Regions from separate parts of the Anser cygnoides genome. Here region 2 is linked to region 1. A link is a contact called in public Hi-C data. All regions are on one chromosome and are shown on one strand. The core of a region is the stretch at or near the end of the contact, and the rest is flanking DNA. Distances in the headings are between cores, read along the strand shown. Region 1 overlaps PHLPP1 (PH domain and leucine rich repeat protein phosphatase 1). Region 2 has its middle 6.0 kb from the start of KDSR.

Evidence for each region. Hi-C and Micro-C count contacts between places; a contact is called where the count stands out from the background.
Region 2: a contact with region 1 is called in a Hi-C map of liver, with 3 times the contacts expected there. The contact joins two enhancer-like sites. A contact is called at or near these places in 2 of 7 Hi-C or Micro-C datasets (both in liver).

The regions. Positions count from the first base shown.
Region 1 is chr2:82,710,095-82,714,125 of Taihu_goose_T2T_genome, forward strand. The region is part of intron 1 of PHLPP1 (PH domain and leucine rich repeat protein phosphatase 1); the gene reads left to right. Among named protein-coding and RNA genes, the nearest start is that of PHLPP1, 55 kb to the left of the region's middle. Within about 2 kb of position 2,562, at least 1 of the 3 cell types and tissues checked has open chromatin away from gene starts, as enhancers often do. A contact at or near this core is called in liver, where this site is marked.
Region 2 is chr2:82,964,120-82,967,796 of Taihu_goose_T2T_genome, forward strand. No RefSeq gene overlaps it. Among named protein-coding and RNA genes, the nearest start is that of KDSR, 6.0 kb to the left of the region's middle. Within about 2 kb of position 1,597, at least 1 of the 3 cell types and tissues checked has open chromatin away from gene starts, as enhancers often do. A contact at or near this core is called in liver, where this site is marked.

The DNA.
Region 1 (4,031 bases), core at 1,312-3,811:
TTGGTTTCTCACAGGAAACAAGTCCAGAGGCTAACTTGTAGCTTGTTTTCTGTGGAAAACTTTCCATTTCAAATAGGTAAATTGAAATGCTTCTTAACAGAAGAGCTCTGAGAACGTACTCACCAGCTAAGGGAAGCTGCTTGCTTTCTTCAAATCCAAACAAAAGACCAGACAGTATATATTTGAAAGCCCCTTTTCATGATTCAGGTCACTTGTCCTAGTTTCCAAAGGCTGACTTCAATCCTGTGCGTTTGAGATAGACAATGGGGTATGTCAGTATTTGTTCTACCTCTTCTCTACTTAATAACATCCCAGTCCCATTATTTTATCCCTGCTCTCCTCCCATTGTTAAATAGCTTGATTCTGTCAGGTTGAATAAATATCTAAATTCAGTCCACTGGAGAATTGCTCAGTTTCATCAGCAGATATAAATGACCCACAATTTCTAGAAAATGGAGCAGCACATTGTTGCTGCCTTTGCCTGTCTGTGAGCTACCCCTCTGTGCAGAGCTACTAAAACTGAGACGAAGTGGTGAGAACTGCGGCTCCTGGTTTCTGTGGGCTCTGCACCTTTCGTGCTCTAAAGGAGCAGGTATTTGTGTCAGCCTGGCACCCATGGGCTATACTTTGGCTACCCATATCATGGACAACGGTAAAATAAATTGTTTTTAGCAGATTGCCACAGACGTGCTGAAGTAGCATGTTGTGTTTTTGCGAATATGATTTGGAGCTAATGAAGCACATCAGAGAAGCAGCCTTTTACATAATGCCATTGCTTCAGCACTAATATGACTAATCTATTTGGACAAGTAACGATGAACTCCTGAATGGCTTATTGCAGGATGCTTGAGTAACTCTGTTAGAAACAACAACCTTTGTGTTGGCATGATAATCTCTTTTATAAGAACAAGTGGCTAGGTTCTCTTCAAGAGAGTACTATTTTTGTTTCAGAGCAGTGGGATGTCAAGTCTTGGGGCAATGCTTAAAAAAAAAAAAAATTAAAAAGTGGGGGGGAAATCATCTGAACTTGATTATAATTGCAGGCTGGAAAATGTTATTTGGATGATCATCTGTGGATACAGAAGAGAGAGAGAGGATAGCACTGGGGATGCATGGTGATGCAGGAGGTGTATTGGGGGATAGATGAAACAGCTAATGGCCACATGTAGAAAGTTTGGCACCTTTCACCTGAAATTATTTAGGTTTGTGATAATTTACCCTTAAACTAATAAAGAAACAATGAATTAAAAGCCCTAAGTTTTAGTGCACTTGCTTTTTCACAGGCTCTAGGAAAACTTGTGTTAGTCCCATGCTGTGCAATCCAGGGGCTGGGTATTTTTCTGTTTTGTGAATTCAGACTTTTTTTAACCTTTTGTGTGCGTACTGCTGGTGCTACTCCTTTAGTAGAATAGGTAACATAGAAGATTGAGTAATGCTTAGACTGAATCCACTTTTTCCTCCACAGATTGGTGTAATACTGTTTGTGTGTCTACTGTAACATGTCACTTCTGATGTGTTCTGAGTGCTGGCTGACTCAGTAGAGGAGACAATAAAACCAGTTAACTTAGCATAAAAGTATGGGCATCAGTCATATCTACAGAATTTTACTAAACTGAAGTTCTCTCTTGTCAGTAAGAGTGGTACTGTTGCTTTGTATTCCTCTTGAAACTGAAGCCTCGTAACAAGACAACATACCGGATGGAGGCTGACTTTTCCTGGTTAGGTGGAAGCATGCAGCAGCACAGGAGCCTGCAGCATTCCCAATTTTTCCTGTCTGGTACGTCTCTTATTTTATTTTTGCCAGGGGTACATCTGCAGCAAGAAGCTATGTAAGTCCTGTACTTGGTAGCATCTTTTATCTGTCAGTGATACATGTAGGAGAAATAATCGTAAGTGGTTTTGTTTCTATTTTGTTTTCTTGGAGCATTGCTCTTCTTAAGCATAAGGAGAAAGTTAGGAGAGAACGCCAAATATTGTGTATTTGGCCTTACTCAACAGGAATATTATTTGCTTCAGAGTTGTGTAGGTAAAGCTGAAGGTGGCTTGATAAGGAGTCCTGTACTTTGAAAGGATAGACTTTCAGAATTCACTTTTTTTCATTATTGCAATCTTTTGGCCAAATCTGTCCCTGAAACTGCTGCTTGTAACATTTTTAGCTTTCAGCAGACTTCCTTTATGGAAGAGTTATGACTCTCTGATCCATCTCTGGGAAGGTTATATTTAGTCATGGGGAAACTGTCTGTTGCAACTATTTCCAAGAAACGTAAGAGTAATCCTGAGCTACTGTACTGGGGTTATCACTGTGACAGTTCCTAGTTAGGACTATTAAGTTTGCAAATAGATTTTGAAGAAAGTCTGACTGTGAGTTGAACCATATTTACTTTGCTCCCAAACAGGTTTTCCCCTAATGAGAGTTGGATGAACACAGCTGCTCTACTTGCAGCTTGTGTAGAAAGTTTTAAAAGTAATTTTGAATGTGGATTTCTTTTTTCGTAAAATGATGAATAAAGCATAAAATCTAGAAGGCAAGAAAAGCTGGGGATAGAAGTTTGCGTTTCAATCCAGTATCCTGAGGTCTAGCACAGTACATTCAGATCATTTCCATGCTCTCCACAAGCAAACTTTAGTAAGGGAACATGAGAATTTATTTTCCATGCATTAAATCCTCTGTGGTGAAAACTTAATACCACCTGTGGATTCAGAATGTCTTTTTTTGTATTAGCTTCAGAAGCCTTGGGAAAGGAGTACCTTTGTGCTTGTTACAAAGTAACTGCTTCTGGGATTAAAAAAAGAAAAAGTATAGGGATTTTTTTTTTTGTGTAGAAGTGGTCTACGTTCTTATTTTAAAATGACTAAGTTATGTAGATTTGGCTGTTTCAAATTGAGTTGGTAAGACCAATATCTCTTTCAGTTTAGACTTGGAAGAAGAATAAAGTGGCTTGATTAAGAAGCAAAGAAGTTAATCCAGTAAAAGCTAGGTGTTTGCTCTAATGATCAGGTGCTGGTGGATCGATGAGCTTGTTTTCCAAAGATGGTCAAATGATTTTGAAACTCTGTGAAGTCCTTGGACTCTTAACTGCCTCATGATTCAGTAAGACAAAACCTCATGACAGCTTCTAACTCATCACCTCCCTGGAGCTGAAATCTCCAAGTCTAAGTCAAACGTTCAGGCAATGCCCACTCTTTTTTTGGAGAAGTGGTTGGCTTTATCATCTTAGGAAGTTCTGGTTGGTTTGCAGTGCACTTTTCAGAGGTGTCTTACGGATGTTAGCACTTTTTTTTCCTCAAAGCTTTGCTAAATATTTCTGCTTCCTTTTTGTCTTGTGATGACAATTACAGCACTCTAGGTTCCTGACTGAGCAGTGGCCTAGTATTCATAATGGGTTTTGCATCATTTTTTCATAATTTTGCAGTAGCTTCAGGAAAACAATCTCTGCCATGTTAATTAACGGTGATCTTGTTTTTTATAAGCTTTACTTTACAGGACTTGGGTTGGTTCATTTCATCCTTGTAAAAAACATGAATGACTGCCGTAGTCAGCTTCTGGAGACAATAGTGAATTCATCCCTGAATCTAACAAAACCTGAGACAGAGGAATAGCGAAAGTGTTTATGGGAGGAAAATAAAAGTATTAACTAACCATAATCATAGGAAAAAGATTTCATTTTCCCTAAGAACAGAGGCTAAGAAACTTGTGTGAATGATTTTTGTTCAAATGCTGAGTTGTATAAATGGTTGAGTTCAGTTACAGTGCTTGCTCAAAGCCTCTCTATTTGTAAACAGTCAAGACAAGTGTGTGCTTTTATAGGAAAAAGAAAAATAATTAAAGTAAATGTGAACCAAAAGGTTTTTAAAGTCACCTCATGGATTTTCCCGCTATCTTAGCAATTCTCATGACAAATAGTTCAGTGGAGCAGCAAGACAAAATATGTCTAAACAGCTTTTTATGCTATGATTTAGTATGCAAAATGCAAATTGGATGAGGTAAACTACACAGTTCCTTTCCCTTAATTACATTCCAGGTCATTGGC
Region 2 (3,677 bases), core at 347-2,846, 250 kb after region 1:
TTTTCTTATCTCCTGAAAAGTTATATTTAAGCAGATGATCCCAGTGGAAGCCCACGTTACAAGATAGCCCACGTGACGCTACTGATAACAACAGCTCTTCTCTCACAAGGCGAAGCTCCGGAGATGTGCAGCGTGCATTGGTCTGACAGAAGGTGTGACGCACTGTACCGCACACCCATCGCCTCGCTGCCTGCCCAGCCGCACTGCGCCCAGCCCCCGGGGACCTACTCCAGGGGAAATGCATTTTACAAACAGACGCACCACACTTGTGAGTTTGAAAATATAGTTGCACCAAAATCTCCTCCTCCTCAGGTGTAGCAAGTATGATTTTCTCCACTATTTACAATACCCAGACTGCTGGTTAAGAGTATGTTTTCGTTCCTAACAAAAAAGCGATTTTCTTCTAATAGCAGGCATGCTCCAGTCTTTATTCCAGAAAGCTTTCTCTTTGTGTTTTGCAGGTCTTCATCCTAAAATGGGGATGTAGAGCCGTTCTTACAACATTTTAAGATGTGATATATGTCACTCTCTGGCTTTCCATGCCTTCCCCCTGCAACCTTCCACCTCTCAGTGCTGCAGCACAGCCTTTCCTGCTTTGCCCATAGGATCAGATGCCACAGCCCCGGTCCCCCCTCACAGTTCCCCATCCTGTTAGCAGCTGCCCCCTTTCCCAGCTGCACCAGGGAAGAAAAGAGCTGCTGAGTGCACAAGGCAAGGACCTGCCATCCCGGGGGAGCAGAGAAGTGCTTTAACAGGGCTCCCTGGGCTTCAGGAGGGTGCGAGAGGAGATGCTGCCAGTGCTGAGCTTACTGTGGGGTGGCACCTACCTCCCTTCTGTCTGACATCAGGTTAGCTGGGTAACAAGAGGAAAGGGAGAGTCTTACAGACCTAGGGAGCCCCTCATCCCCTTGTTTTATAATACTGTGGTGCATATGGGTAATAATTTTTATTTTTATTTTTTTTCCATGAGAACAGCAACATAAAGATTACCAGGGTTTCCTCTCCTTACTCCCTGCCTGCCTCTCCAGGAAATCCACCGCTGCTGTGACAAGCAGCTAGCAGCTGTACGCTCTTCTTGTAGTACCATGGCAGAGCTTTAACACAGAATTTAGTATCTGGAGAAACAAGATCCTTGATCACTATGCTTTTAGGTTTTCAGATTGTTAATCTTGAATACACAGCCAAGGGAGAAGGCCTTTCCTGTCTGTTCTCAGTTACATCATTCAGGAATTATGACTGAAGCTAATCACATTGCTTCAGCACTATCTGCATCGTATTTTGCTTTTCTTCAGAGGCAGCCTCTCACCCATTAGCATCATTATTACCTGGCTGGATGTACATTCTCATGAATACTTTCACATTTTAGCCAGATGGAGCATTTTTGTAATTATACACCCAGCAGCTTATGGCCGGGTACTTTCTTTCTACCTGATTCCTGCTCAGCAATTTGGTTTTGAAGTTGCTCCCACCCAAACCTCTGCTAAAGGTACCACAGAGGTAATCTTTGAAGATTGACAGGTCCCAAACTTCATGAGTTTGATCTAGTTCTGGCTTAAGCTACCAGTTATGCTACCCCAAGCCATTCAGTCCAGCCATTTCTATTATGTGCATGTGACTGAATCTTATTGCAAAAGAACGAGTTAATGATTTGCAGTCCTGGCAAGCCTCTGGTTTCTTTTAAACTTAACTTTTGTAAGCGATGTTCTCAGGTAGTTTCAGTGCTTGTAAAGCTACTGCGTTACTCTGGAGATCTTTTTACCTCTGGTTGACAACATTGTCCATTTCTAGAGCTGCTTGGCTGCCCCCATAGCACCATGTGGTAAAACTTTATATACTCTCCCATTGCCTTTGCTTTGTAGCTGCACTCTTAAAAAAAACAAAACAAAAACTAGAAGAACTGAAGTTACTTCCTTCGGGTTCACGCCAGGTTCTCTTCAAAGCAATTCAGAGAACTTGGTTTGCTCAATCTTTTGACACGAATTAGGTCTGTTTCCAGTTCCAGGTAATGCACTTGACATACACAGCACTGGCAAGAGACTGGTGTTTGTTTCTTGGATAAAATTACACAACACGTGCCCTTGTTATCAGTCCCTGATCCATTATCTTTGGCATCTGCTGCACAGAAGCTGCTGTTATGCAATGGAAACTCAGAAGATCTCTTGTACTTCGCTCACTTCTCCTCTAACCCAAGAAACAAGTATAAAACAGCTCACTGAATGCAAGGAAACCTCCACCTGCAAGCTCTTCTCGCGATTGCCACAAAGTACTTCAGAGCTGCTTGCACTTCTCCAAGTCTGTTTCCATCCCCTAATGACACAGATCATTGCCATCCTAATACCAGCCAGTAAAAGCCCAGCGTGTATGGATTTTCCTTATAGCTTTGAATGGAAAAAGGGAAGAATCATGGAGAACATCAGCTTTTGTTCTGCTACATATAAGCTTGCTTTGGTAGAAAAGTTGAAGAAATATAGGAACATGCTTTGAAATAGGATTTTTAAAAGGAAACTGCTCTTTATCTTCCATTTGAGAGAAAAATGCGTGAAGGACTGAATAAGTTGAACGAAAAAAAACAAAAAGGAACTGAGGGAACTGCTTGGGCAAAAGAAGAGAGGGGGTGGAGAAAACTCAAAAGCAACAGGAAAAGGGCAGGCACAGATTGTCAATTAACTTCAGATCAAAGGAAAATCCTGATCAAAACCTCTCTCTTCTTCTAAGAGGCATCGCCCATTTCTAGTACCTGCTGCAAAGAAATGAGCATGCTTTAGATGCAGACCCAAGAGAACGAGCCTGATACCTGTAAAGCTTGCAGAACACTTTTCACAGCTGACACCCCAGGCAAAAAGAACCAGAAAACCCATTGTAGTGTAGTGCAGAACAGCAGTTGCGGTGGTCGTTCACTGGTCATTTTCCCTCTGTGCTGGCTGCGGGAGAGCTGCAGCACAGACCAGCATCTGTCACCCTGTGCACTTCTCCACAGGCACATTTCCCCCTTCATGACTGCCCAGGAAGTACCACATCATCTGTCCAAAACCAGCATAGAAGCTCCAAGAAGGTAGCTCCTGGCTGGACTGAGCCGATCTAAACCTCAGACGACCATGCACCTCTCAGTGCTAGCAATGCTGGATGAAGAAAGCTTTGCAGCACCTACCCCTGTAGCTGTTCTGCAGCTACACAAGTTTTGCCATCAGGCCACCTGCTTGTCTCTGTACTGGCAGCTGACACGTGCACCTTTGGCAGGAGGCTTTCAGGCAGGTGAAACAAAACATTTCTTAATTACAGCAGCAGAGCAAGGCTGGATCTGAATAGAAAAATCAACACCAAAACGAGAGCAGGTGTAGAAAGGGAAGAGTTGTCACTTTGCAGTTTGGTTGCACACAATTCATGGCTGTGATTAATTCATTAAAACATCAGAATTCCAACCGAGCTCAGGCTCAGCCAGGCCATTGTATCTGGCATTGTAAGTGGCCCATTTGGAAAACACAGCCAGGTTGTTTTCCAGCTTTTCTAACCTCTAACCTTAAAAAAAAAAAGCCTTGACAGGTAGGAATTTCCTGGCTACAGTCCATGCTCCAGCCTTTAAGCAGTGGGAGAGACGGGAAACGATCATTTGTAAAGTTTAAATTTTCACTTTTTCCTAGCTTTCTAGTGGGCAAACAATCCACTTGACTCTTCCAGAG